Regions from separate parts of the Mus musculus genome. Here regions 2, 3, 4, 5 and 6 are each linked to region 1. A link is a contact called in public ChIA-PET, Hi-C, HiChIP or PLAC-seq and promoter capture Hi-C data. All regions are on one chromosome and are shown on one strand. The core of a region is the stretch at or near the end of the contact, and the rest is flanking DNA. Distances in the headings are between cores, read along the strand shown. Region 1 holds the start of Rfx2 (regulatory factor X, 2 (influences HLA class II expression)). Region 2 has its middle 23 kb from the start of Adgre1. Region 3 holds the start of Vav1 (vav 1 oncogene). Region 4 holds the start of Tnfsf9 (tumor necrosis factor (ligand) superfamily, member 9). Region 5 holds the start of Tubb4a (tubulin, beta 4A class IVA). Region 6 holds the start of Tincr (predicted gene, 20219).

Evidence for each region. Promoter capture Hi-C pulls out the DNA fragments that hold promoters and counts their contacts. A called contact is a pair of places that touch in the nucleus more often than the background predicts. ChIA-PET counts read pairs in DNA pulled down with a chosen protein or histone mark. HiChIP or PLAC-seq counts read pairs in DNA pulled down with a chosen protein or histone mark. Capture Hi-C pulls out chosen DNA fragments and counts their contacts.
Region 2: a Hi-C map of the HPC-7 cell line shows a contact between it and region 1, with 2.7 times the contacts expected there. The contact joins the enhancer-like site here to the promoter of Rfx2 in region 1. A contact is called at or near these places in 8 of 39 promoter capture datasets (the 3T3-L1 cell line, the HPC-7 cell line, hippocampal neurons and 3 more), 1 of 484 Hi-C or Micro-C datasets (the HPC-7 cell line) and 3 of 115 datasets of contacts at active chromatin or transcription factors (astrocytes, bone marrow-derived macrophages and forebrain).
Region 3: a contact with region 1 is called in an RNA polymerase II ChIA-PET map of memory CD8 T cells, with 57 read pairs. The contact joins the promoter of Vav1 here to the promoter of Rfx2 in region 1. A contact is called at or near these places in 6 of 39 promoter capture datasets (the 3T3-L1 cell line, hippocampal neurons, liver and 1 more), 7 of 115 datasets of contacts at active chromatin or transcription factors (the NIH/3T3 cell line, astrocytes, bone marrow-derived macrophages and 4 more) and 2 of 9 other capture datasets (adipose tissue and liver).
Region 4: a contact with region 1 is called in a promoter capture Hi-C map of the HPC-7 cell line. The contact joins the promoter of Tnfsf9 here to the promoter of Rfx2 in region 1. A contact is called at or near these places in 8 of 39 promoter capture datasets (the 3T3-L1 cell line, the C10 cell line, the HPC-7 cell line and 4 more), 2 of 484 Hi-C or Micro-C datasets (reprogramming fibroblasts and uterus) and 1 of 115 datasets of contacts at active chromatin or transcription factors (pancreatic cancer cells).
Region 5: a contact with region 1 is called in an HNF4G HiChIP or PLAC-seq map of pancreatic cancer cells. The contact joins the promoter of Tubb4a here to the promoter of Rfx2 in region 1. A contact is called at or near these places in 4 of 39 promoter capture datasets (the C10 cell line, cranial neural crest, liver and 1 more), 2 of 484 Hi-C or Micro-C datasets (reprogramming fibroblasts and uterus) and 2 of 115 datasets of contacts at active chromatin or transcription factors (bone marrow-derived macrophages and pancreatic cancer cells).
Region 6: a contact with region 1 is called in a promoter capture Hi-C map of adipose tissue. The contact joins the promoter of Tincr here to the promoter of Rfx2 in region 1. A contact is called at or near these places in 2 of 39 promoter capture datasets (liver and pre-B cells), 1 of 115 datasets of contacts at active chromatin or transcription factors (pancreatic cancer cells) and 1 of 9 other capture datasets (adipose tissue).

What each region holds. Positions count from the first base shown.
Region 1 is chr17:56,829,303-56,833,516 of GRCm38.p6, reverse strand. It overlaps Rfx2 (regulatory factor X, 2 (influences HLA class II expression)), which reads left to right and starts at 2,509. Exons shown (of 17, transcript NM_009056.2): 1 at 2,509-2,634.
Region 2 is chr17:57,333,673-57,337,861 of GRCm38.p6, reverse strand. No RefSeq gene overlaps it. Among named protein-coding and RNA genes, the nearest start is that of Adgre1, 23 kb to the left of the region's middle. Within about 2 kb of position 2,376, at least 49 of the 459 cell types and tissues checked have an H3K27ac peak or open chromatin away from gene starts, as enhancers often do. A contact at or near this core is called in the HPC-7 cell line, bone marrow-derived macrophages and pre-B cells, where this site is marked.
Region 3 is chr17:57,276,791-57,280,608 of GRCm38.p6, reverse strand. Vav1 (vav 1 oncogene) reads right to left here and starts at 1,509. Exons shown (of 27, transcript NM_011691.4): 1 at 1,208-1,509. The coding sequence starts at 1,411.
Region 4 is chr17:57,103,195-57,107,414 of GRCm38.p6, reverse strand. Tnfsf9 (tumor necrosis factor (ligand) superfamily, member 9) reads right to left here and starts at 2,030. Exons shown (of 3, transcript NM_009404.3): 1 at 1,555-2,030; 2 at 1,129-1,165; 3 at 1-374. The coding sequence starts at 1,983. Gm11110 (predicted gene 11110) reads left to right here and starts at 1,473. Exons shown (of 4, transcript NR_033508.1): 1 at 1,473-1,517; 2 at 3,931-4,065.
Region 5 is chr17:57,085,501-57,089,273 of GRCm38.p6, reverse strand. It overlaps Tubb4a (tubulin, beta 4A class IVA), which reads left to right and starts at 1,674. Exons shown (of 4, transcript NM_009451.4): 1 at 1,674-1,817; 2 at 2,935-3,043; 3 at 3,172-3,282. The coding sequence starts at 1,761.
Region 6 is chr17:56,552,146-56,555,916 of GRCm38.p6, reverse strand. It overlaps Tincr (predicted gene, 20219), which reads left to right and starts at 1,530. Exons shown (of 4, transcript NR_130128.1): 1 at 1,530-1,799; 2 at 2,355-2,468; 3 at 2,921-3,229.

The DNA of each region.
Region 1 (4,214 bases), core at 1,260-3,759:
TTTGATCACCACTCCCTAAATCTCCTTGTCTCCTAGTTTAGTATCTTTCTGACAAGTTGGCTCACAGCACCGCTGTCCTTGTTCCTTTAGATTCTTGAAGCCCTTCATGTTTCATATTGCATCCTTATATTTTTTGATATCTATATTTTTTTTCTTTTTGAGAAATTATATATTTTTGAACTCATGTTTTTAGGGTTCTTTTCCACAGCCTTAAGGGTTGTCTTGAAGGTTCCAAGGCTCACCATTTATGATACATTAGCCTCATCTTTACCTCCTGGACTTGTATTCTAACTACCATGGAGTCATTAACAGTAACAGGCAGGACACTCCTTGAAGGAAGGGCATAAAATGTGTACACTGTTATCCAAAGGAGCCCTACACCCAAAGCGGCCATTGACATTCTAGTAGGCCCATGCCCAATGGCCCTGTCCCAGGGGCAGGAACCATGTCATTTTGTCCCCACCAAGGCCATGCAGGACCTGGCAGATTCACAGCTCTTGTCTTCCAAAGGGGTTTCTGAGAAACCCAAGTAAACTCACAGGTGAATCCTGGATAGTTGACATGGAAAAAAAACTGGGGGAAAACAAAAAACAAAAAAATAAAAAACCCTGACTCCTGCCTGCCATTGTTACTCTAACATAAAAAACATATGTTTGGAAGAGGGGAACAGGGCTTTCTGCCAAGCCGAATGATCCTTGGAGGACACAGGGGAAAGGCAGAAAGTGTTCACAAGTTGTCATCTGATCACATGTGTATCATATCATGTACATATCACATCCTAAAGAAATAAATGTAAAAATACTAAAACTCTATGTAAGGAGTGAGCCAGCTGTATCGTCAGCGAGTGAGAGGCTTAGAACTCTGAGGTGTGTGGCTGAGATGAGAGGTTCTCTTTCCTTCCCATCCACAAGTGTCCCAGGTCTAGAAACCCTCCTGCACTTCTTTCCACAGTCTCCTTGCTAAAGACCAGGTTTCCAACCCATGAGCTCTGGGGACACACTTCTCAGTCTCTAAAACCAATGAGTTCTGAAGGGCCACAGTTTGGTCCAAACAGATTCAGGCTCATTCATGCATAGCCATTTGCCTCCATGATAGTTACAGTTGAGTCTATGGGACTGGGTCTCTCAGCACGGGGGTGGGGGTGGGGGTGGGGGATGGGGACCGGACACTAGCTTTGTAGTGTAGGCAGCCAACAAAGTGGTGTTGTGGCACCAGGCTTCCAGTTGCTCCAATATATTTATTTTGGAAACTCCAGTCCTAGAGGCAGCGTCTACTGCCTTTCTCGCGGCCTAAGTTCAGGATTTCATGAGTTAGACTGTGCACAAATGCTTGGTGGCACCTGCCTCTCACCCTAGTAGTCAAGGACCTAAGACAAAAAGAACATTAACTTGGACTACATAGTGGGAATCTAGTCTAGCTTGGACTACTTAGCAAGACCCTGACTCACCGCTTTGGGCACATAAGCCCAAATTACCCATGTTCACTGGTGCAATTGGACGTTCAATGAATGAATGAATGAATGAATGAATGGAGCTATGGTCTGACAGCTCCTCCGCACTTGGGTCTCTGGGTTTAAACCTTTCCTTTTGCGTTAACTTTTCATTCTGTTTGTGTCATCCCACCAAAATATAAGCTTTATGAAGAGTCCACATTGAGACCTGTATATATATATGAACCAGAGAGGACAGAGAAGCGAGATGGGGTGGGTGAGGAGTTGTCAGCTTAGCCAGGACTGGTGAACACACACCCATCATCCCAGCACTAGGAGATGGAGCCAGGAAAATCAGGTGTTGGAGGCCAGCTTAAGCGGTGTAGTGAGTGTATACAAGACACCGGCTCAAAAAAAAAAAAAAAAAAAAAAAAAAAAGGAGAAGCGCTGGAGAGGAGGCTTCTGCTCTTGCAGAGGACCCGGGATCGGTCCCTGCTCAATTAGGCGGCTCATAGCAGACGGTCACTCTGGTTCCAGGGCGATCCAACGCTCTCTTCGGGTCTTCATGCGCATTGCATGCACACGCATAGACAACAATCTTTAAAAAAAAAGTTTTCAGTTTGTGGACCATGAAAGAGCAGGCGCAAGGCCAGAGTCTGCTGCTCCCCTTAGACGGTGAGCGCCTCCGGTCTAGCGGAATCACCGTAACTCCGCAAAACACGCACTGCCACCAGTGGGCCCTCGCGCACCTCCTTAGAGCCAACCCTTCCCGGGAGCCGCGCGCCTCCCGCCAGGCCCCGCCCTCCTTCTCAGCGATTGGCTGGTATTCTACCCAAGGACCTGCCCCTTCACCTCTGACGGGCACTATGAAAGCCAATGGGGAGATCGCCCGCCCTCCCCGAGGCCGTTGGAGGCGGGCATGGGCGGGCCGTTGGAGGGGGCGGGGCGTGCAGCTTGGTAACCGTTGCCGGGCGCAACGCCCCGCCCCGTGAGGGCAGCGCGAGGCTGAGGCGGGCGGGCGCCTGCTGCGGGCGGGCGCTGCGGGCGGGCGGGAGGGCGGCGGGAGCCGGAGGAGGAGCGGCCGGCGCCGCCACCGCCGCCGCCATAGAGACTGTAGCCGTGGAGACTGTTACTTACCAACGCGGAGCGACACGCAGCGGCCGACGCCGCGGGAGCCGCTACCGGAACTCCCTGCCGAACTCCAGGTGAGCGGTGCGGGCCGGGGCAGGGGGCGGTGGCGGAGGGGGGGGGGACCCCGCTGGAGGGGGGTCGCGGGGGCGGGCGCGGCCGGACCCGGCGCCCCAACTTTGCAGACGCCAACCTCATCCAATCCTGATAGGCGCCTCTGATTTGGGGGAGCCCTGGGCTGGGTGGAACCCCTCTCACACTCTCAAAAGTTTGTAAAGTGAAGCGATCTCTTCTCGCCTTTGACGCACTAAATCTGACTTTGAGGAGCGGGGACTCCAGAAGACCCCTCCTTGTCTCTTACTCCACAACACCTGAAACTCGGAGGCGCCCTCAAACTAGTCAGTCCTCTCTTTGACTACTCCCAAAGCCTGAATTGGAGTTGCCCCAAACCCGCTCCTTGCTGTCATCCCCCTAAAACCTGAGTTGGGGGCTCCCACAGAGCCAGCCATTCTCGTCCAAGTCTGAAAACCCAGAGGCACCGTCTCCCTTTTATACTTATGAAATCGGGGTTCTGGCTTTTATCCATGTACTTAACTCCGAGGGTACTCTTCTGCTTGCCTCATAGTTCTGACCCTCGGGTTTCCTTCTTGACTTAGGATTTGGGGGCTCCGGCACCGTTTTCTTGTGCTTTGACCAAAATAGTCACTGCGTTTGTTCTGTTCTGGAAGGAACTCCTCCCTTCGCGTTTTCTTGCCCATCCCAAATACCCCCGGCGCCCCAAATCCTCGGACCACTCTCCCCTGGAACCCGACACCGCTGCGTTTGGGGGTCCTTTACCATGCCGCTCCGGGAAGCTCAAGCGCACCCATAGCGTCCTCTTTGCCGAGATCCCCAATCTAGAAAACTTTCCCGAAGGAAAATATTGTGTGAACCGTTTGTAGGAAGATCCAGGAGGCCGGGAGAGTGCGTGCGCAGCCCTCCTGTGCACAGGCAGCACATCCCAAAACACCGGATTGTCTTCCTCGCCCCTTTCCATGGGTCATATCCGAGTTCGCAGTTGGGATTCGCTAGGGCTGCGGTTGTTTCCTTGGACCCTAGAGAGCTCGGTTCCGGACAGAGCCCCCTAGGGTGGCGGGGAGGGGAGTTGGGGCGGGGAACGCACCAAGAAACAGCTGGGACCGCTGTCTCTCCTGAGACTTCACCCCTACTTTAGTACGTCTCCGGAACACTCCGGTACTCAGGTCCCCCAGGAAAAATCCTACAACGATTGAGTGTTAATAAATGTAACTTTATTAGCATGTACATAAGTGTGGCCTTCTCCTGTGTGTATAATGTGTTGTAATCATAACCACCACTCGCCTCTCTTGACCCTGATGACCCCCACTCCTCCAGCCCTGGCTTGCTTCTACTTTTTGCTCCCTTTTTCCTTGAAGGGAACAGAGTTCAGTTGGGGCCACGGCGCAGAGGACAGTGGGTCCCTCCTCAGAAGTGGCCGTCAGGTCCTCGGGAGTCAGATGACTCTTTTCTTATTGTCAAAAGTGATTTGCTTTCCGATTTAAATTTTTACGTGTATTTATTGTGTGTGACTATACTGCACGTGCACACACCCCCGGAGGTTAGAGGACAGATTACAGGAGACTCCCTTCAGCACTTGATC
Region 2 (4,189 bases), core at 1,127-3,626, 500 kb before region 1:
GTTTTCCTAAGACGGGGTCTTCCTCGCTACCCTAGAATCCGCAAGTCGAGACATGGATCCTCACGTTTGTGGAGCGAGCACTGGAGCAGCTGGGCCAGCCAGCACGCTTCAGGAAAAGCACAACCATCCACAGAGACGCTGGTTTCTAATTAGGACTTCAAACGGATCCAGGTTCTGTGTGTGTGCAGCCTATCCCTCAATCCCACCGGCCTCCTCTCCACCTCCCTTGCTGAGGAGACTCCAAAGTACACAGGCTGTGTGGTTTATTCCGTTCCTTTTTTTTTTTTTTTTTTTTTTTTCCTCGTCGGGTGATGCACACCTTAACAATTTGGTACGTAGATTACGAGTGAAATGGTGACCTCTCGAGGCAGTTAGCATCCCCCTCCCCTTCAACCATCGCCTTGTCCTTTCTCATGTGTTTGTTTGTTTGTTTGTTTGTTTGTTTGAATGTGTATCCTGCTGTGTGCATGTGGAGGTCAGACGTCAGCTTTCAAGAAATGGTCCTCACCTTCCACCACAAGAGTTCCAGAGGATGAACTTGGGTCATCAGAAACTGACAAGTGTATTCACTACTGAGCCCTGTCCACACACACCCATTTAGTGGGGGAGGGAGGAGGGGTTGGTTGGTTTTTGGTTTTGGTTTTGGGGTTTTGGGTTTTGGTTTGGATTTTGGTTTGGGGTTTGTTTGGGTTTTTTTGGTTGGTTGGTTGGTTGGTTGGTTGGTTGGTTTGGTTTGGTTTGGTTTTTTGTTTTGTTTTGTTTGTTTGTTTTGTTTTGTTTTGTTTTGTTTTTTGAGACAGTGTTTCTCTGTGTAGCCCTAGCTGTCCTGGAACTCACTCTGTAGACCAGGCTAGTTTCAAGGGCATGTGCCTGCCTCTGCCTCTCTCTCTTTCTCTCTCTCTCTCTCTCTCTCTCTCTCACTCTCTCTCTCTCTCTCTGCCTCTCTGCCTCTCTCTCTCTGTCTCTCTCTGTCTCTCTCTGTCTCTCTCTCTCTCTCTCTCTCTCTCTCTCTCTCTCTCTCTCTCCCTCTCCCTCTCCCTCTGCCTCTGCCTCTGCCTCTGCCTCTGCCTCTGCCTCTGCCTCTGCCTCTGCCTCTGCCTCTGCCTCTGCCTCTGCCTCTGCCTCTGCCTCTGCCTCTGCCTCTGCCTCCCAAGTGCTTGGATAAAAGACCTTTGTCACCACAGCCAGCCTAAGTTTTTATTAAAACAGATACTGCTCACTCTAGCTGAACCTCGTGGTGCAGGTTATGAAATCTCAGATACTGGGGAGGCTGAGGCAGGAGGATTATAAGCACAAATCCAGCCTTGATCTGCTACATAGAGAGACCCAGGCTGTGGGGGGAGGGGAGGCTCAGTCAGTAAGTGTTTGCTAAGCAAGCAAAGCTCCCTGAGTGAGCTCTGCACACCCTCACTTAAAGTCCAGGCATGGAAATGAAGTTCTATAATCTAGCCCTGGAGAGAGGGAGGTGTGGAGATCAATGTATCCCCAAGGTGGCCAGCCTACTTACTGAACTCCAGGGCTATAGAAGAACCTGTCTCAAAAAAATAAGGTGGAACCCTCTCCCCAAGAGGAGACAAGGAAGACTGTAAGAGCCAGAAGTCAGGCACGACTGAAGCAGGATCTCGGTACTAATAAACTACAGCACCTGTGGCTGCTGCTTATAATCAGACCAGTCAACCTTACAGCAGGAGTTGGAAGGGCTCATGAGCCCACCCTAACTGAGGAGCTGGACAGTTGATGGCTGCTGATGGAGGGAGAGGCAGTTTTCTTTAAACTATGCCCCTGACCCCGCAGGCTGACCATGCCCCAGTGGATAGCCACACACCAAGTACTACATGGACACCCCAAATTAAACTGGATGGGCTATTTAAAATTTAAAAAGAAGGCATGGTGTTGTAAGACGATTTGGATGACAGCGGATCTGGGAGGAGTTGGGGAATATACACAGTTGAACCCAGGGGCCATATCACTCGTGGACGCTAGGTGGCAGCACAGGGCTGCAAGTGAGCGCTGTGTGGTTAGACTGCAAAGTGTTCCTTGAAGTGAAAAATGGGGGCCTCGGCGCCACAGACAAGGAAACACAGCCTGCTGGAGTCTATGCCTGACTTCATAGGCTGGAATTCCACCAGTACAAGGGTCATTGTTTCGGATAAATGCATTTCTCTTTTAAAAAATAATAAAATTATCCAGAGTACCAATTCAACAAATGAAGCTCAGATCCACCTAGAAATCACTAGAGATAAAAATAAGTTGTAAACATTTTTTAAGAAAAATATGTAACAATAAATTATTGAAGGGTAGGGGCTGTGAGGTGGCTCAGCAAGTAAAGAAGTTTTGCACCTAATGACCTGAGTTTAATCTCTAGGGCCTACACGATAGAAAAAGGGAACTGACTCCTGCACAATGTCCTCTGGCCTCCTATTGCTCTCGGGATACTCACACACTCGTTCACACAAACACAAATCAAATAAATTTAATAAGAAACTAAGCCGGGCAGCGGTGGCGCACTCCTTTAATCCCAGCACTCGGGAGGCAGAGGCAGGTGGATTTCTGAGTTCGAGTTCGAGGCCAGCCTGATCTACAGAGTGAGTTCCAGGACAGCCAGGGCTACACAGAGAAACCCTGTCTCAAAAAAATAAATAAATAAATAAATAATAAAAATAAAAAACAGAAAAGAAAATAAACTAAAAATAAATTGAAGACACCATATCATCCAGTAGTGCCGCTGGCCATTCCTTCTAGAAGACTGGGTGGAGATGCCAGAAATACCAGGGTCCCTTCCTGGGGGCCTCTCTAGGCTCATATCCACAGACTTGTGAGTAAACACGTGTGCACACCCACAAATAAACTCAATCTCTTCCGTCTTTCCTCCCCTCTGCAAACGACCCGCCCAGCTGCAGACGTTGTGTCATTACCGCACATGTCCGCGAGGGGGCGATCGTGCCTTTAACGTCCAGCTGTCTGCCTCGGACCGGTCCTGCTTGGATGTCTGCCCCTGCGTTTGAAGCTTATGTCCGATTTCCCACATCTTCATCCATGTTTTTAAATCCCTAGAACAGTGTAGGGAGAGTATTTTGAGGACTGGCCTAGTTTCTGTTGCTATAATAAAATATCCTGACCAAAAAAAAAAAAAAAAAGGGAGCTTTGGAAGCTAGGGGTTGAGTTTACAGGTCTAGATTACAGCCCATCTTTGTGGGGCAGTTAGAACACACACCTCAAACAGCTGGCCGCGTGACAACCACAGTCAAGAATGAAGAAGTGAAGGCCAGCATGCTCATTTCTCCACAGTTCTGGATCCCTGCCTAGGGAATGGTGTGGCCCACTACAGGCTGGGTCTTCCCACATCAATCCCCCACAGACCCTACAAGTCAACCCACCGTAGGCAGTCACTACAGCAAAACGTAACTTGAGCTGACTAATACAAACTTCTGCCACCCTGAGCCTTAAAGATGGACTGAACACTCTGGGCATGGCTGGAATGGCTCCAAGAGCAGATTCGTGACCTCTAACTCCTCAGCATCGCATGATTCAGCCTTTCTTTTTCATGGGAGAACCATGGGAGCAGGCAGCATTCTGTTACCATGGTGCTTGTGATGGTTAACCTTGACTGTGGACTTGAACTTGAACTTGAATCAGCTGAGAGACGTGCTTCTGGGGAAATTCACGGGGGGACTTTGCCCCTTCCTGGAGAGCTCCTCCACTCTGTTACTGCCCCTGTGTTGTTCCTACAATCCTTATCTGACATGCATTGAAGACCTGGGACCCTCCAGAAATCCCCCCACCCCAGGCCTTCAGATCTGGACTTTGCAGCACCCACCTCATAGACTGGGCTGCTACCAGGTTCTCGGCCTTGGCAGCATACAGGCAGCCATTATAGACTGCCCAGGCTGTATCAGATAAGCCAGACGAACAAATCTTCCTTTGATACCTATTGATTCTATCAGTCCTGTTCCTCTAGTGAACTCTAATGCAGTTCTTGAAGCCCGCAAATCCAGTGACTCTCCCTACAGTGAAGGCAGACCCTTCAGACGTGATAAGCATTTCAGACCAGACTCCTGTGCCATAGTCTATCGTTGGCCAAGAATGTGTGTGAGACAGCACTCGGGCACTGACTTTCCTGAGAGAGAACCAGGCAGTGCTGTGGCCTCTGTTAGCCACTTGACCAGTAATTCTCAACCTTCTTAAAGCC
Region 3 (3,818 bases), core at 260-2,759, 450 kb before region 1:
GCTACTTCCTCAAGCCCTGAAAGCTACTGAAGTTCAAGCAAATGTAGGCAAATCTCTGCTGACCCCTAGCCAGCCAGAGGGACGGTCCATGGGGGACAGTGGGTGCTCTGTTCCCTACTTCCTTCAGAGGACTCACAACAGCTTCAGAGACTGCTGGCTCACTGACAACCCCAGAAATACCCTGGAGACTGCAGCAGGCCATTCTTAAAGTAACTCCCGTCTTCAACTCCATGGGACCCCTCGCATGAAGGGAAGAAACTAGGCTCTGACCCCGTTGCTCATCATTTCTAGGGACAGCCTCCTGGGACTTGGAAAAACAGGCTGTACAGGACTGGCAGACTGAGAGCAAGAGGACAGACAGACAGACAGATGCCCCCTACACCAAGGATGTGTCCTTCAGACCCCATGGCAAGGCCATGTTCCCTTAGATACAACTCATGTCCCTCACACCCCACGGTAAGGCTGTGGATCCCTTTGACTTGAACCTATACCTTTCATTTCTAGGGCTATCAGCCCTCCCCCCGAAACCCAGCATCCCTGGGGAAGCAGAGAAAAGAGTACAAAGCCACCAGTCACCTTTCACCACCACCCCAGCCACATTCAAATAAGGATTTGAATACATTTTCTAGGCTCACCGGGGCATAGTCTGACCATGCCTCCACTTGAAACACGGAGAGTGCACAGATGTCAAACTCAGGGACACCCAGGGCCTTGTTAGGACCCTAGGCCTGGGCCCTGCACTTCAATGGGCCCTTCCCGAAATAGGTAGAGTTGGGATGCCACAGGGTCTCGCATTGCAGCCCCCAACACTCCACGCCACACAGCACAAAGCCCTGGCAGGAAATGGAGGTGAAGGAAGATGTGAGGAGGAGGGGGGCAGAAGAGGTGGAAGAGGAGGAGCCACCGGTGGGGGAGAAACTGAAGGCCTCTCTCTCTTGAATCTGGTTCTCCAACCTCATGCACCCTCTTGGCTAACTACGAGGCAACAAGATACCTCTTAGGACCCCTTTAAATGGATCTCAACAGAGTCAGCTGGGGGCGGGGCGGGATAGGGAGATTTCCCCCTAAATTTGCTGGGACAGCTGCAAGCCAACCAAGAGTGTACAAACCCACCCAGAGCTCCGTTCTGCTCGACACCTCTCCATAGCCAGAGCCGGGCCTACCAGCCTTTATCCAGTCGGGCCCTAGCATCACCCAGCAGACTCACCTGGGACATCTGGGGCCGCAAGTTAACCTCGCGAAGATTAATGGCCTGGGGAAGCAGGTTGTTAAGCAATTGGCACAAGAGGACACCGTCCCGCAGTGCCTGTGCCAGCTCACACACCTGGGCCCCCTCCCAGGTCACACGGTGGCTGGGAGGCAGCACCCGACACTGGATCAGCCAGTGGGTGCACTGTCGCCAGAGCTCCATGGTGGCTGCCGGCCTCTCACTTGGCCCCTCGGGGAGGCCCCGTGCACCCTCGTTCCTTCACCACCGCCGCCGCCTGCCCCAGTGGGGACAACTACAACACCACTTCCTCTTCTGTGACTGTAACTGTCGCCCCGGGGTGGGGGTGGGGAGGAGCTGTGGGGCGGAGGGGGAGCAGCATCTGCAGTTACGCCCTCACAGCTTCCACTCACTGGTGTGACCTCGTCTTTCTCCACCTACACTGAGCAGACCTGGGCACCTGCTGAACTAAGGTGCCACTATCTCATCCAGCCGTAGGCACCTAGGCTGTCACCTCCTGTCTCCTCCTGGTCCCCAGTCTACGGCCCTGATCTCTCACAGCCTTTTGCCCCTGCAGCAGCCAAAAGGGACCACTGAACACTGAGTCAAGTCTCAACCATTCTTCCACCACCCATAACCCTCCTGGTTCAACCTTGCTTTGGGGCCAAAACTCATGTCTTTCCTGCACCCCACAAGGCCCTGTTCACCCTGCCCCAACCCCTGCCAGCCTCTTCTCCTCTCTCTGTTCTTCACTCCCTGACCTCCATCCTGCCCCAGGGCCTTTGCACTTGTGCCCACCACCTGACAGAAGACACTAATTCACTCCATCACTTCTTACATGTTACTTTTTGATTACTGAGTGCTCAGCCATAGATGGGACATCTATACCACCACCAGCCCGAGGCTCAAGGGAGAAGGAACAGAAAGTCGGTAAGAGTCGGGGGCGGGGGATGTGAAATGCTATCTCCAGGGCATACCCATGGCCACTACGCTCATGAACTCCGTGCAGTTATGGTGGCAGCACAAGACAAAGCCAGGAGGGAGCCAACATGCCCACAGGCAGCAGTAATGGATGCAAAGGGTTACAAAAGAGCAAGAAAGTGGGGATAAGGTAAAGAGAGTCCACTCTCATTCGGAGTCAGAGGGGAGTTGAGGGTGGGTAGGACGAAGATAGGTTGTTAACATGTAGGAAACTGCCAACAAATAGAACTATAATAAACATTAGAAAATATATTCTACTTTGAAAGCCATTTCACTTTTATTACATATATATATGTGTGTGTGTGTATATATATACATATGTATGTGTGTATGTGTGAAGGTACATGTGGGGCACAGTACATGTGTGGAGGTCAAAGGTTAACATGGGGGAGTAGGTCCTCTTTTTTTTTTTTTTAAAGATTTATTTATTTATTTATTTATTATATGTAAGTACATTGTAGCTGTCTTCAGACACTTCAGAAGAGGGGGTCAGATCTTGTTACGGATGGTTGTGAGCCACCATGTGGTTGCTGGGATTTGAACTCTGGACCTTCGGAAGAGCAGTCAGGTGCTCTAACCCACTGAGCCATCTCACCAGCCCAAGGGAGTAGGTCCTCTTTCCACCATGCAAGCCCCAACGATTGAGCTCAGATCATTAGGCTTGGTAGCAATCACCTTTGCCCACAGAGCCCTCTCACCCTCACCACCCACTTTTCCTTTTTTCTTTAAAACTTGTATGTGTGTGTGTGAGAAAGAGAGAGAGAGAGAGAGAGAGAGAGAGAGAGAGAGAGAGAGAGAGAGAACACTATGGCGTGTGTGTTGAGGTGGCAGGACAGCCTCAGTGTAGACCCTCTCTTCCACATACTTAACATAGAGTCTCTCTTACTCCTGGGCTAACTGCTCCTGGCTAGCTGAACTTCCAGAATTGTCTCTGCCCCCATCTCGTCTTAGGAGCACTGAGATTAAAGAGCACAGACTACCTCCTCCTGCTTTAATTGTGCCCTAGGGATTTGAACTCTTGTCCTCTCATTTGAGTAGCAAGCATTTGACTGAACCATCTCCCCAGCCCCCAAATGTCATTTTTTTTCCCTTAAGTCTTCCTAAATTTTAAGCCACAGCCCTCCTCCACCCTTAATTATCATACTATAAGCCCACCTTCCCTGCTGTGAGTTCTCGTCCGAGTCAAGGTCACCAGTGCCCTTCCCTGTCATTTATTAGTTGATTTGTCTAACAAATATGTACTGCTTTCCTGACCATAGCTTCTCAGGAACTAAAATTACCTTGGCAAGCAAGCCTCTCCCTGACTAACCCACCAGATTCCAAGCCGCTTCCTTAGCACCCCACCTTTTATCCTTATGGCCTCTAGGCGGCGCTAAACGGCTTCACTGGACCAGCTTGAGTCTCATTTACGCACTGAGGATATGGGTAGGGGTGGGCACAACCTGAAAACCCTCCCGTTTTGCAACCTTACAGGCGAGGACAATTTCTATCCCCTATTTTTGGCGTCTGTGACTTCCTACGCGTCCTCTCCCTCTTCTCTAAACCGGGTAACAATTTGTTTTCTTTGCACGCAGTTAGGGTAGGAAGGCCAGGCAGTGAAAACAAAACAAAAACGAGAGGCAGCTGGAGA
Region 4 (4,220 bases), core at 781-3,280, 270 kb before region 1:
GGCTCCATGCAGATAAGCCCTCAGACCCACACTGAGGCGGTGGCCAGCCTTCAGGAGCAACAGTTGACTCCAGGAACGGTCCACTAACTTGTTCTCCATGGAGCAAGGGAACAGTTCCACTGTCAGGGCCAAGTTGTCAAAGTCATCTACCTGAGGCTTTGCTTGCAAAACAAGAGAGACCCAGCCCTGCACCTTGTGGCCTGTGTTTGTGAATGTTGGACTGAGCTTCAGTTCCAAAAATACGTAGTAGAGCCCGGGACTGTCTACCACCAACTCCTTTTTGTCTTCTTCGTACCTCAGACCTTGAGATAGGTATGAGCTCCCAGCTCCATCTTGGCTGTGCCAGTTCAGAGTTGTATTGCACAACGATGCTTCTAGAAAAAGAACACTGAGTTGCTGAGGGTTGCGGGGTGTGGGGGAGGGGGGAAACCATGGGAATGGGGAGGAAAGAGAGGAGACAAAACAGAAGAAAAGGAGGGAGGGGCCACCCAGAAGGGATACAATTTAAGAAAGTGGTTGTGGAATAAGAACGAGGCAAAGGGGCGAGGGTCTAGAGTGTTAAGAGCGGAGATGCACATGGACTCCTGGAAGGAGCTGAGTAAAGGGGCCACAAGAGGGGAAGGGGGAGAGGAGAAAAGAAGAGAGAGAAATCAGAGGAGTAAGAGAGGGATGAACAAAACTGGGAGAGAGGTGGGATATGGAGAGTGCAGGAAGAGAGTCATCTCTGAGGGCAAATAATTTGACAACTAAGACTTGACAGGGAGAGACTAGGGCTCGGGCTCAATAGGGTGCCTGAAGCCCAAAGGCATTCATTTATCCCAGCCCATTGGAGGTGTTGGCAGCAGGGCGGCCAGCCTCAGCTACATAATGAATTTGGAGGAAGCCTGGGCTACATGGGAGGGATAGAGGAAGGAAAAGAGAAAAGGAGATCTCCCAGAGTCAGCTGGGGGTGAGAATTCTCAATTCTCTGAAAACCTGGATGGGGTCCCAAGGATGACAGTTGGAGCTGTGACAGCAAGTGAGAAAGGCTGAGTAAGTGAGGGAGAGGGACATGACTAGAAGGTTGAACAGGTCCCCTTGTTCAACCTCCCTGCGGGACCCGCTGGAAATAAATCAGGGGGCACTCACGGTTTTTAGCCAGTAGCTTGGCGAACACAGGAGAGCCCTGGGAAGAAAGAAAAATAAAGGTAGATGGTACCTTACATCCTAAAGAAGCAGATAGGAACTCATACGGCCCAGCACACATTGGGGCGTCCAACTTTGGATGGAGAAGGAGAGCCCTGAAGGCCTAAGTGGGACTGAAGGGAACTGCGGTGCACCCTCGGGAGTTCTCCCCCAGGTTTCATAGGTTCATTCAAGGGGTCAAGACGCAAAGGGATTTCCTCTGAGTGCGAGATGGAGAGGGGGTGCTTCAAGCGGAGTAGCAGGAGCAGAGCGAGGCGGGGCGGGGCGGGGCGGGGCGGGGGTGGGGAGGAAGTGCTGTTCTCTCCCTGTCGGTGCAGCGATGCTTCCAGAAGGTAAGAAAGAGTCCCCTAGGGATGAGATGAGCCTCACCTGTTGTGTAGTGTTGGGGCAGCCAATGTGGGAAACAGGGGTGACCTGGTCTGCATTATTCTCTCGGGTACCCAGGTTGGGCGAGGTGGTGATTGTGAGCGCTGGCCGAGGCTCGGTGCGGGTGAAGATAGGAACACAGGCGGCGATCAGAAGCAGCAAAACCAAAGCGACTAGGCCATAGAGCTTTGGGTGGCGGGAACAGAAGTTCAGTGCAGGCGGCCACGCGGCCTCGCGATCCCGAACATTAACCGCAGGGTAGGCAGCATCCGTGGGGAGCGCGGCATTTGTGGGGCGCACAGTATCTGAGAGGAGCGCAGCGTCCGCGAGGAGCCCGGTATCTCTGAGGAGCGCCGCATCCGAGGGGCACGAAGTACCTGCTGGATGTCTGGCATCCGCGGTATCCTCCACATCAAGTGTGTGCTGGTCCATTACCACGGTCGGTCAGTGCACGTCTCCCGCCAGTGCCCGTGCTTTATAGGCTACCGAGGCGCCTTTTCCGGGGAGGGAAGGGAGGGAGGGCAGCCGCGGGGTTCCCGGGCTCCGCGCTCCGCCCCTCGACTCCCGGAACTTTCTCTCCTCCTCCCCCCTTCCCCTCCCCCTTCTCGCCCCTTTCCCCTTCCCTGTCCAGGCCCTGTGCCCGCCCGTCCTTCTTCCCTTTTTGTGTGTGTGTGTGTGTGTGTGTGTGTGTGTGTGTGTGTGTGTGTGTTTGATTTGGTTTAACACTGACACATTAAAGAGCTTTTTATATGATGGGAACCATGTGATATCGGAATCCATTCCCTCCCTGGCCTCTCCTGAATCCACAGCTCTGTCTCCCTTCTTTTTCTGTGTTCCCCACTGGTAGGTTATTTCTCCGCTGCTGATTTTCATTCCTGTTTTTCTGTCTCTCAAACTTCTGTCTCTCTCCTGATCTCTCCTGCTCCCTTTTTCTTCCAACCCCTAGCTCCCCATCCCTGGGACGCCCTAAATGCAGGGGGTTTTGTTGTTGTTTTGTTTTGTTTTGTTTTGTTTTTTGTTGTTGTTGTTTTGTCGAGGACTCTAGGGACATCCAAAACTGCCCACCCATCCCCAGCGGAATCAAAGAGACCTGCTAGGCACCCACTCACTCAGCCTCTTCCTCCCCAGGACCCCATCTCTACCCTGGGCCTTTCCTGGTGTGTCCCCACCCACTTTCTTGGGGCTTCCTGTTAGTAGTCTCTTAGGACTCCAGAAACAGAAGGCTGGAGAGTCCAGATAGAGAAATTCCCCCAGGCAGCGGACACATTTCCAATTTCCCATTCTTTCACTGTTCTTGCCTGAGGTAGAGGCAAAAGGGGGGGGCGCAGAGAAGACCCCCCAAAAGAGGAACTGAGAGATGACTGGCTCTGGGCAAACCTTGGAGACAGACTCCTCAATGTTCTGATCTGGTTAGATCTGCTGAGATGGCTCAGCCAGTAATAGTATAATCACAAGCCTGGTGGCCTGAGTTCAGTCCTCAGGACCTACATGGTGGGAAGAAAGAACTGACACCCAGAAATTTGTCCTGAAAGTGCCCTTTGACCACGACATGCATACCATCAGTAAACATAATTAAAAAAAAAAAAAGTACTGATATAACCAGACCATTTATCTCAGCAGGAAACAACAAGCTATAAAATGGGGAGTTGTTTGTTTCTACATAGGGTCTGGTCTTCGCCTTGCAGCCCTCCAACTCACTAGACAGCCTAGGATGACTCTGAACTTCTGACCCTCCCCAGTATATTGGGATACAGACACAGACAGGCATACACCCTCAAATCCAGCTTCTTCTGTGTTGGGGAAGGAGCGCAAAGCCTCGAGCTTACTGGGCCAAGATTCTTACAACAGAGACCCAGCCCAGGCCCCACCTGCTTTTTTTCCATACTGGGCATGGAACCTACTGAGCTCCCAGCCTGGGAGACGTGCACGGAGCCCCCTCTGGAGACACCAGCCACCCCTTCCTTCTGTTTTATTCCACATCAACTTCCCCTGGGAATTACAGGAAAACCCCAGCTTGGGGTCAGGGGAGAGGTGGGGGAGGTGGGACATTAAAATGACACAAAAGACACTTGGGTGATCTAGAAATTGAAGGTTCCACCCAAGGAGCAGCTGCAGGGCACCAGCGGTGACTCAGCTGTGGGAACTCTGGCCCTCACGCAGACAGTGGTCCAACCTCTCTCTGCTGGACACACACTGCTCAGAGTCAGCCCACACCTACATGACTCTCACGAAAAGGGACCCCTCAATGCCTGGACTAGTTTACCCCTCCCTGCCTCGGCTGCACAGTGAACACATTGTCTCATCCTCATTTGTATCCCTGCCATCATCACAGTGAGAAAAAAAAAAAGGCAGATGAAGACTTTCTCTCTCTCTCTCCAGCTATAACTTCTTCAAAGCCACAGTTTGAAGACTTCCACCTCACAGACTCATCATCCATGTCACCAGGGAACTGGAATCCTGACTCAGCTGAAAGTAACTCCACTCAGCCATCTTTCTCTCCTGCAGAGCCTGAAGGTGCTTTATTATTGGGGGGGGGGGGAATTGGTGGAGTTTCTGGACAGAAAACACACACACACACGGAGAGAGAGAGTTCATACCATTTAGAACAAGCCATGCATGGTATGCACCTGTGAGCCCAGCCTTCAGGAAGCTGAAGTTTGAAGGTTGGA
Region 5 (3,773 bases), core at 425-2,924, 260 kb before region 1:
GACCCAGGCTCCCACGTGGTGGCCCACAAGTGTCTGTAACTCCAGTCCCAGGGTATCTATGTCCTCTCTAGCCTCTGCTGACACTACATGTATGTGCAGTACAGAGACAGACATGCAGGCAAAACACCCATACACATAAAAATAAATAAACAAAATAAAACCAAAACAGGAAGACTTGAAGTTGGGGGTGGTGTCAGGGTGGATCTGGAAGAAAACAATCTGGCTAAGAAAGGAAGAAGGGAGTAAGGAAGAGGGGGAGGGAAGGAGAGAGAGAGAGAGAGAGAGAGAGAGAGAGGAGGGAGGGAGGGAAAAGAGTCAGTCTTTGGCCAGCTGGCAACATCACAATTGGATCTATAATGAGGGAAAGCTGTCATGGTGTTTGTGAGCTGGGGCTCAATGGGGAGAGCACTTTCCAAGCATGCATGAGTCCCTTAGTCCTGTGCCCAACTCCATATAACCCCAGGGCATGGTGGTGCACACTCAGGAGGTAGAGGCAGAGGATCAGGAGTTTAAGGCCAGCTTGTTTACTTATTGAGTGGGAGGTCAGCTTGGACTGCATTGAGTGAGAAGTCAGCTTGGACTACACTATGCAGTCCCGAGGGGAAATCTCTCAAAGCAAGGAACACAGCAAGTAGCACCTATAACCCCTGGGGATGCTGGAGTTGGGGTGGGGAGCAGAAAAACCCATGGAATCCAGCACAAGAAGACAGTCTATGAATAGAACATTATGGATGGTAAAGATCAACAACGCATGGACACACTCTAACTTGAACCTATGCTCAGATAAACTCATGAACATACAAGCATGTTTCAGATGTCACTTTTAGACTATGTCACTTTTACAGCTATGTTGTAGATCTCTTGTAATCCTAGCATTCCAGAGATTGGAGGCAGGAAAGCCATGAGTTCAAGGCCAGCCTGGGCCATATAGTGATATAGGGGAACAATAGCTACATGGGAAAACTTGTACTTAAAGAAATAAATATCAATAACAAAGCAAAGATATGTTGAGGTGGGGAAAGCTCTCTGCTGTTGGTGGGATCCAATTATTTGTCTTAGCCCTAGTTTCTGAGACCTCCTGGGGGGTCAAGAGCCTTCCAGCGCTCCTCAGAACATAGAAGGAAATCTGTAGAAGGGTTCCAGAAGCGACTTCCAGGACTCAGCAGTGTCTCACATGCACCTGCCACCTTCAAACCAAACTCCACTGTGGAGAGCCTGGAGCTCAGAGTCACCGTTCTTCCCCACCTATACAAAGGTTCTAAGGAAGGGGGTCTCGAAGGAATGAAGAAGGGAGAAGCAGACAGAGAAATTGAGGCAGGGGCTGGGGCTGAGAGGGAGGACATTGTCCTAGATGCTATTTACAAGATTCCGAGGTGCCTTTCCATCCAGTCTCTATGAAATCAGAGTGGAAAGAAAGAATGGTGCCTGACAACGGAGCCTGAGGGGAAACTAGAGTGGGGATACACCGGGACCCTGAGGTCTCAGAGAAAGAGCTTGACGGAGGAGATCCCTACTTTTCCGAGGCCCCTCCCTCCATCCTCCTCCATTACTCCAGTCCCTCCATCCTTCACTGCAAGCATCCTAGGCGGGCCCAGGAGGCGGAGCACGCGGGTGACCCAGCGGTGACGTGAGTACTGCTCCGCAAATATAGAGACGCCCGGGGGCGCAGAGACAGAGCTCCGCAGCCATCTCGTCCAGAGCTAGAGCCACAGCGGCCGGTCGACACCCGTCCATCAGACGCCACCAGCAGCGCCACCACCATGCGGGAAATCGTGCACCTGCAAGCCGGTCAATGCGGTAACCAGATCGGGGCCAAGGTGCGTCGGACTGAGTAGAGGGTGGGAATGCACAGGGGCTCAGAGAGGGGTTATTGGCTCTCCCAAGGCTCACCCAGGAATTTTGCATCCTAGGTGGAGGAGGGGAACCAGGGCAGAGCCAGACTGGGAACAAAGAGGCTGATGGGGGCAGGGCCTGGCCTTATGTCTCTTGGCCACAGCTGGCCTCACAGCTGGGCCACTGTCACCCTCAGTTGCCTGGAACGAAGAGGCACGGCCCCTCCTCCCAGGGCTGCTGCCGGGATGGACTGGCACCAAGTGGCTCTGGTGGGGCCAAGCCTCTCCCTACCCCCAACTTCTCCCTTCTTGCTGGCTCATGCTTTGCTGTGGCTCTGAGTTCCCAGTTACCTCACAGACAGACAGTCAGCAACTGAAGAAGTGGCTTTAAGAGTGTCCTAGACACAGCATCTCTCAGCCCTTCCCGACTAACACTGTGACCCACTCTGACATCTTAGCACTTGGTGGATAGAGGCAGGAGCCCAAAAATAGCTTCCCATACACAGTAAGTTGGAGGCCAGCTTGGGCTACGTGAAACCCTGTGTCAAAAAAATAAGGGGTGGGGGCTATAACTCAATAGGTTGAACCTTTGCCCAGGTGTTGTGGTATACACCTGTCATCCCAGCCACTAGGCTAGGTTGAGGCAGGAGGATCAAGAGTTCAATATCATCCTAAACTATCTAGTGAATTTCAGGCTAGCCTGGGCTTTGGGAGACACTGACTAAAAAAATAATACAAACACATACATACATACATTCATACATATATACATATATATATACATACATACATTAAATTTTAAGACAATAAGTAAAAAAAAAAGCTATTCTACACATTTCATCATCAAACAAACAATAGGACAAGCAACATGGTTCCCCCAGGGCTCATGGCCAAGATTGACAACAGGAGCATGCATATGAATGCACACACACAGAAAATGGTTTTTTAAAAGGTTTTAAAACTATAACAACAAAAACAAAAACAAAAAAACTATAACAACAAAAGGAAAATCTATTCACTTTGCTCCCCCCTCCCCCTCATTTTGCTCCCCTCTCACTTTGCTCCCCCTCCCCCTCACTTTGCTTCCCACCCCCACCCCCAGTTCTGGGAGGTCATCAGTGATGAGCACGGCATCGACCCCACTGGGACCTATCATGGGGACAGTGACCTCCAGCTGGAGAGGATCAATGTCTACTACAATGAGGCCACAGGTAGGGTAGTCAGTGGGCTGGCACGGGCGTGGGAGTGGGGGGGCACTGTCACGAAGGGACAGGATGTGCCCTGGAGCCTGCTGGACCTGGCACTCAGCCCAGCCACCCTCCATCTGCCATCCCCACAGGTGGAAACTATGTTCCCAGAGCCGTGCTGGTCGACCTGGAACCCGGCACCATGGACTCTGTCCGCTCCGGCCCTTTTGGCCAGATCTTTCGGCCAGACAACTTTGTATTTGGTGAGTCCCTCTCTGGTGTGGGTGCACAACACTTTTGTTTTCGTTTCTAAGTGCTTTAAGAACATTCTGTAACTAGCACCAAAGAACCTACCTTGACAGGGCAGTCAGGGATTTGATTAGGCACATCAAGAGAACCCTGGGGAGACATCAGACACAGCTGAGGGGCTTCCTTAAAGAAAAGGTTCTGGGTTTAGATGGGGTAACCTAGCCTAGGGTAACCACCAACTCTCTATATAGGTGAGATTAGCCTTAAACTAATTTATGGAACTTAACCCTAACTTCCTGACCTTTTGGGATGGCCCATGGGTTTCTGTGGGGCTGGGGGTAGAGCCTAGGGCTTTGTGCGTGCCAGAGGAGCACTCTACCCATGAAGGCCAACCCCTATAAGAGCACTCTACCCACTGAGCCCCAGCCTCAGAGGAGCACTCTACCCACTGAGCCCCAGTCTCAGAGAAGCACTCTACCCACTGAGCCCAACCCCAGAGGAGCAC
Region 6 (3,771 bases), core at 281-2,780, 280 kb after region 1:
AGCGTGGTCAGGGGAGGCCTTTCCTTGTCAAATGCCCACCCTCGGTTTCCATTTTTAGTTTTACATGAAGGATGTACCATTTTTCATAAACCTGTTAAGTTGTCTATCCATTTTTCTATCTTATTGTTGGTTTCCAGAAGCTTTTTACGTACGGTGGAAGTCAGTCTTTTTTGTCTATTTTGACTATTGGAAATTTTCAATGGCTTTGTTGCAGTTTTCATGTGTGAAGTGTTTGTGTGTAGGTGTTTTATATTTGCATGTTGTCAGTTATTAATCTTTCAATTAAAGGCTCCCTTTACAGATACTTACTGAACTGTGTGGGTGGTGAATGTGGGCAAATGGGACAATTAATGTCACCCTACACAGCACACTGAGATATATTTTTTCCTATATATTCTCTTACCTGTCTTTTTTGGGAGTAACAGGGGTCATGATCTCTCTTTGATAAAGCTGACCTCACAGGAATCTGCCTGCCTCTGCCTCCCAAATGCTGGGATTAAAGGTTTGCACCACCAAGATGTCACTGGGCTAAATTTTTAGAACGTTCAGTTTGTTTTTCTTTGCGGAGTCAAAGTTAACACCTAGAATGTTCTCTCAGCATTCCCATTCCTGGGTAAGTGTAAGTCAGGGCCTTGTAACAACAATGTCTTTTTACAAGACCCCAGTAGACAGGCAGAGACACTGAGGTAAGGGGAGGAGAGGCTGTGGCAGGAGATGACAGGGTTAGAGGCCACACAGTGACTACTGCATTGTTGCTGGTGACAAATGCCCAGAGTTTGTGTGTCAGAGGCCAAGTGCAGAGGACAAACTGCTCTATCCAGTGGGGCAGTGAGAGCATCGGGGAGGGAAAAGGCGTGCTTTCGGAAGTGTGCTGGAGAGGCGGCTGGCTCCCAGAAATGGCTGTAAGGATCGGGAGGCTGGAACTCGCTTCTCTCCTCATCAAGCACTTGCTGAACTGAGTGGGTGGTGAATGTGGGCAACTGGGAATGTTGAACTCTTACCCATCCCCTGGAGCCCCACCTCCAGTGCACGTGAACTTCCAGGCCAAACCTAGACGTCTGTCTCCCCTACTTAGACCCTGTTCCTAACTTGATGGCCATAGAGGGCAAAGGCCCAAGATTGAGGTTTCTTTGGAGCCCACAGACACAAAACAAGTACAGATACAGATTAGGGAGGAAGTTCTAGAGTGTTCCCTGGAATAATAAATAAATGGGTGGGTGGGTTACACTGCCTTCCTTGCCACCCTTCTCTCCTCCTCACTTCTGCTTCAAAAGCAGGACCCAACTCCACTCCTCCAATACACCAGGCTCTCCATCCTGCCACAGTGCTTTCGTATAGCTGCGTTCTTTGCCCCAGGGCCTTTGATGTATGCTGTGCACAGGAGAAATGTTTGTCATGGAGGCCTGGGCTGGGCCAGCCAATGTCACCACCCCTGTGGGCTGCTGCTGTAGCAGGGCGTGCCTAGGAGGGGTGGAGGCAGGTGGCTCAGCCGGTCTAGCAGGTGCTGACCTGCGAGAGAGTCTCAGGCTGGCAATGGCCATGGAGGAGCTGCGGCGAGGGCTGTCCCGCTGGAAGCGCTACCACATCAAGGTACACCTAGCCGACGAGGCATTGCTACTGCCACTGACCGTGCGGCCCCGAGACACACTGAGTGACCTGCGCGCACAGCTAGTGGGCCAGGGTGTAAGCTCTTGGCGCAGAACCTTCTACTACAACTCTAGGCCTCTGCCTGACCATCAGACAGTTCGCGAAGCTCGCCTGCAGGACGGCTCAGTATTACTTCTGCTCAGCGACACCAGGTGACCAGGGATCTAGGCTGGGACTTGGGCTAGAACCTGGTAGGATCTTGAGCTCTGGCTTATGGAGGTTGGCCCAGTGGGATGGTGATGGCTTGGGGACATGGTGAGAAAGACCTCTGTGACCGTGCCTGCTTCCTCTCGGCTCCATTAGCTATGTCGATATGTGGTGTGAGCTCCAGCGGTGGCTCTGAGGACTCCCTGCCCTCATTTCTGTGTATCTGGCTCTGGCTCAGCACGTCTCTCTGTATCTGTGTCCTGGTCTCTGTCTCTCTCTGCACACCGCCCCTATCTGTTTCTTCATGTCTCCGAGTGTCTCCATCTCTCTCTCAGTTTCTGTCCACTCATCTAAGAGGTCGGTGGGATGAGCAGCCCTGGGCCACTACTGCACTCCCCATCCCAAGCCCGTCACACCTTGTGTCTACACTGGCCTCAGTGTCTCTAGTGGGGCCCGGCTGTATAGTGCATCACCACCAGTATGAAGACACTTCAGAGCGATCCTGGACTAGCTGGAAAGACTTTAGTCGTCACCGCTTGTCTTTATGTTCACCCCCTCAGGTAGGAAATGGAGGAGATGGAGCGATGATTTTAGGGACACAAGATGCTGGCTGAAGGAGCAAACTGGCCCAGGCACCACATCTCTCTCTTCCTGGGAGTCCAGTCGTACTTCAGGTAAGCCATTCATGGGAGGCCTGAGAGATGGTGGGGAAACTGAGGGCCTCATGAGGTGGGCACATTAGCCTTATCCTTCCATCTCCTCTGTTGGCTCAGCACTGGTGTCCCCATCTGTGTGACTTTGAGAAGTTCTCTACTCTCCTCTGGACTCTTTACTTTGATGCAGACATAAACTGACTGTGCTTTGTGGGCTTGGGTCCACAAGAGCTCTGCCTGCAATTCCTGTAACAGACACCAGGACAAACGGAGCAGCTTTGCCTGCAATTCCTGTGGTGTCCACCAGGGGGATCCTAGCACTGTGCCTGCTACAGAAGGGCCTCAGGATTGTGGGCAACCACTGCACTCCCTTCCAAGCCCAGATCCAGGCTATTTGGAGAAGGGAAAAAGGGCCATTAGCTTGGAAACTGCTGGTTGACATCCCTGGGCCCACATGTCCCTTGCTGATCCAGGTGCTGGGCTTCCAGAGAGATGCCAACTCCCCAGCCCTGCTGATGCCCACTGCCTCTGGTGTTCCTGATGGTGACTTCTGACATTGTCGTCCAGCCCTCCATCCCCCCAACCCCGGCAAGGAACCTTCTGGTTGCTCTGTGGCCTTAGGACCCTCCCTTGGGAGCCTCTGCTGCCTGGATCGACCTCTGTCCATCCCCAGAGCACAGCCTCCTCGGGGAAGCTCAACAGGCACACTTCCTTCTTTGGAGGACCCACGGGGCTCCAGCTACGAACAGAACAGGAGGACACTCTGATCCAGGGGGGTCTTGGTGAGCCCATAGGTGTGCAAAGTGGTCTGAGTATTTCAGCACGTGCTGTGGGGGCTCTACTCCACAGCTCCAGTGTTGGGTGCTATGTGACCCTGCCCCCCATTGTCCCTGTTTCCCCCCACCCCTTCATGTGCTGGGGGACTACACTGTGAGCCCAGAAGGAAATAATGTTTTAATTAAGAGTTGTACAGGCTGCAGGAGGCAGAGCAGGGCAGCTGGGAACTGAACCATGGTCTTTGGAATCAGGGTTGCTAGACATTCGCAACTATGCAGGCCTTGGGGGTGTGGGTCCCTCTCTGCCTCCCCAGTCTCCTTCTAGATCCACCAGGCTGTTGTTCAGCTGTGGGGGAAGCTGCTGGCCCTCTGGGAGAGCTGCTGGGGAGTGGAGGGGAGGCTGGTATTGAGGGGCGAGAGAAAGCATTTTGACATTTAACAAACCTTATGCAAATTGCATGCAAATTACATGCAAATCACTATTCATTTCTTCAGGCGGACAGCCTTAGCGTGTTCAGAAATAATAATGTAGGGCCTGTTCCTTGGTC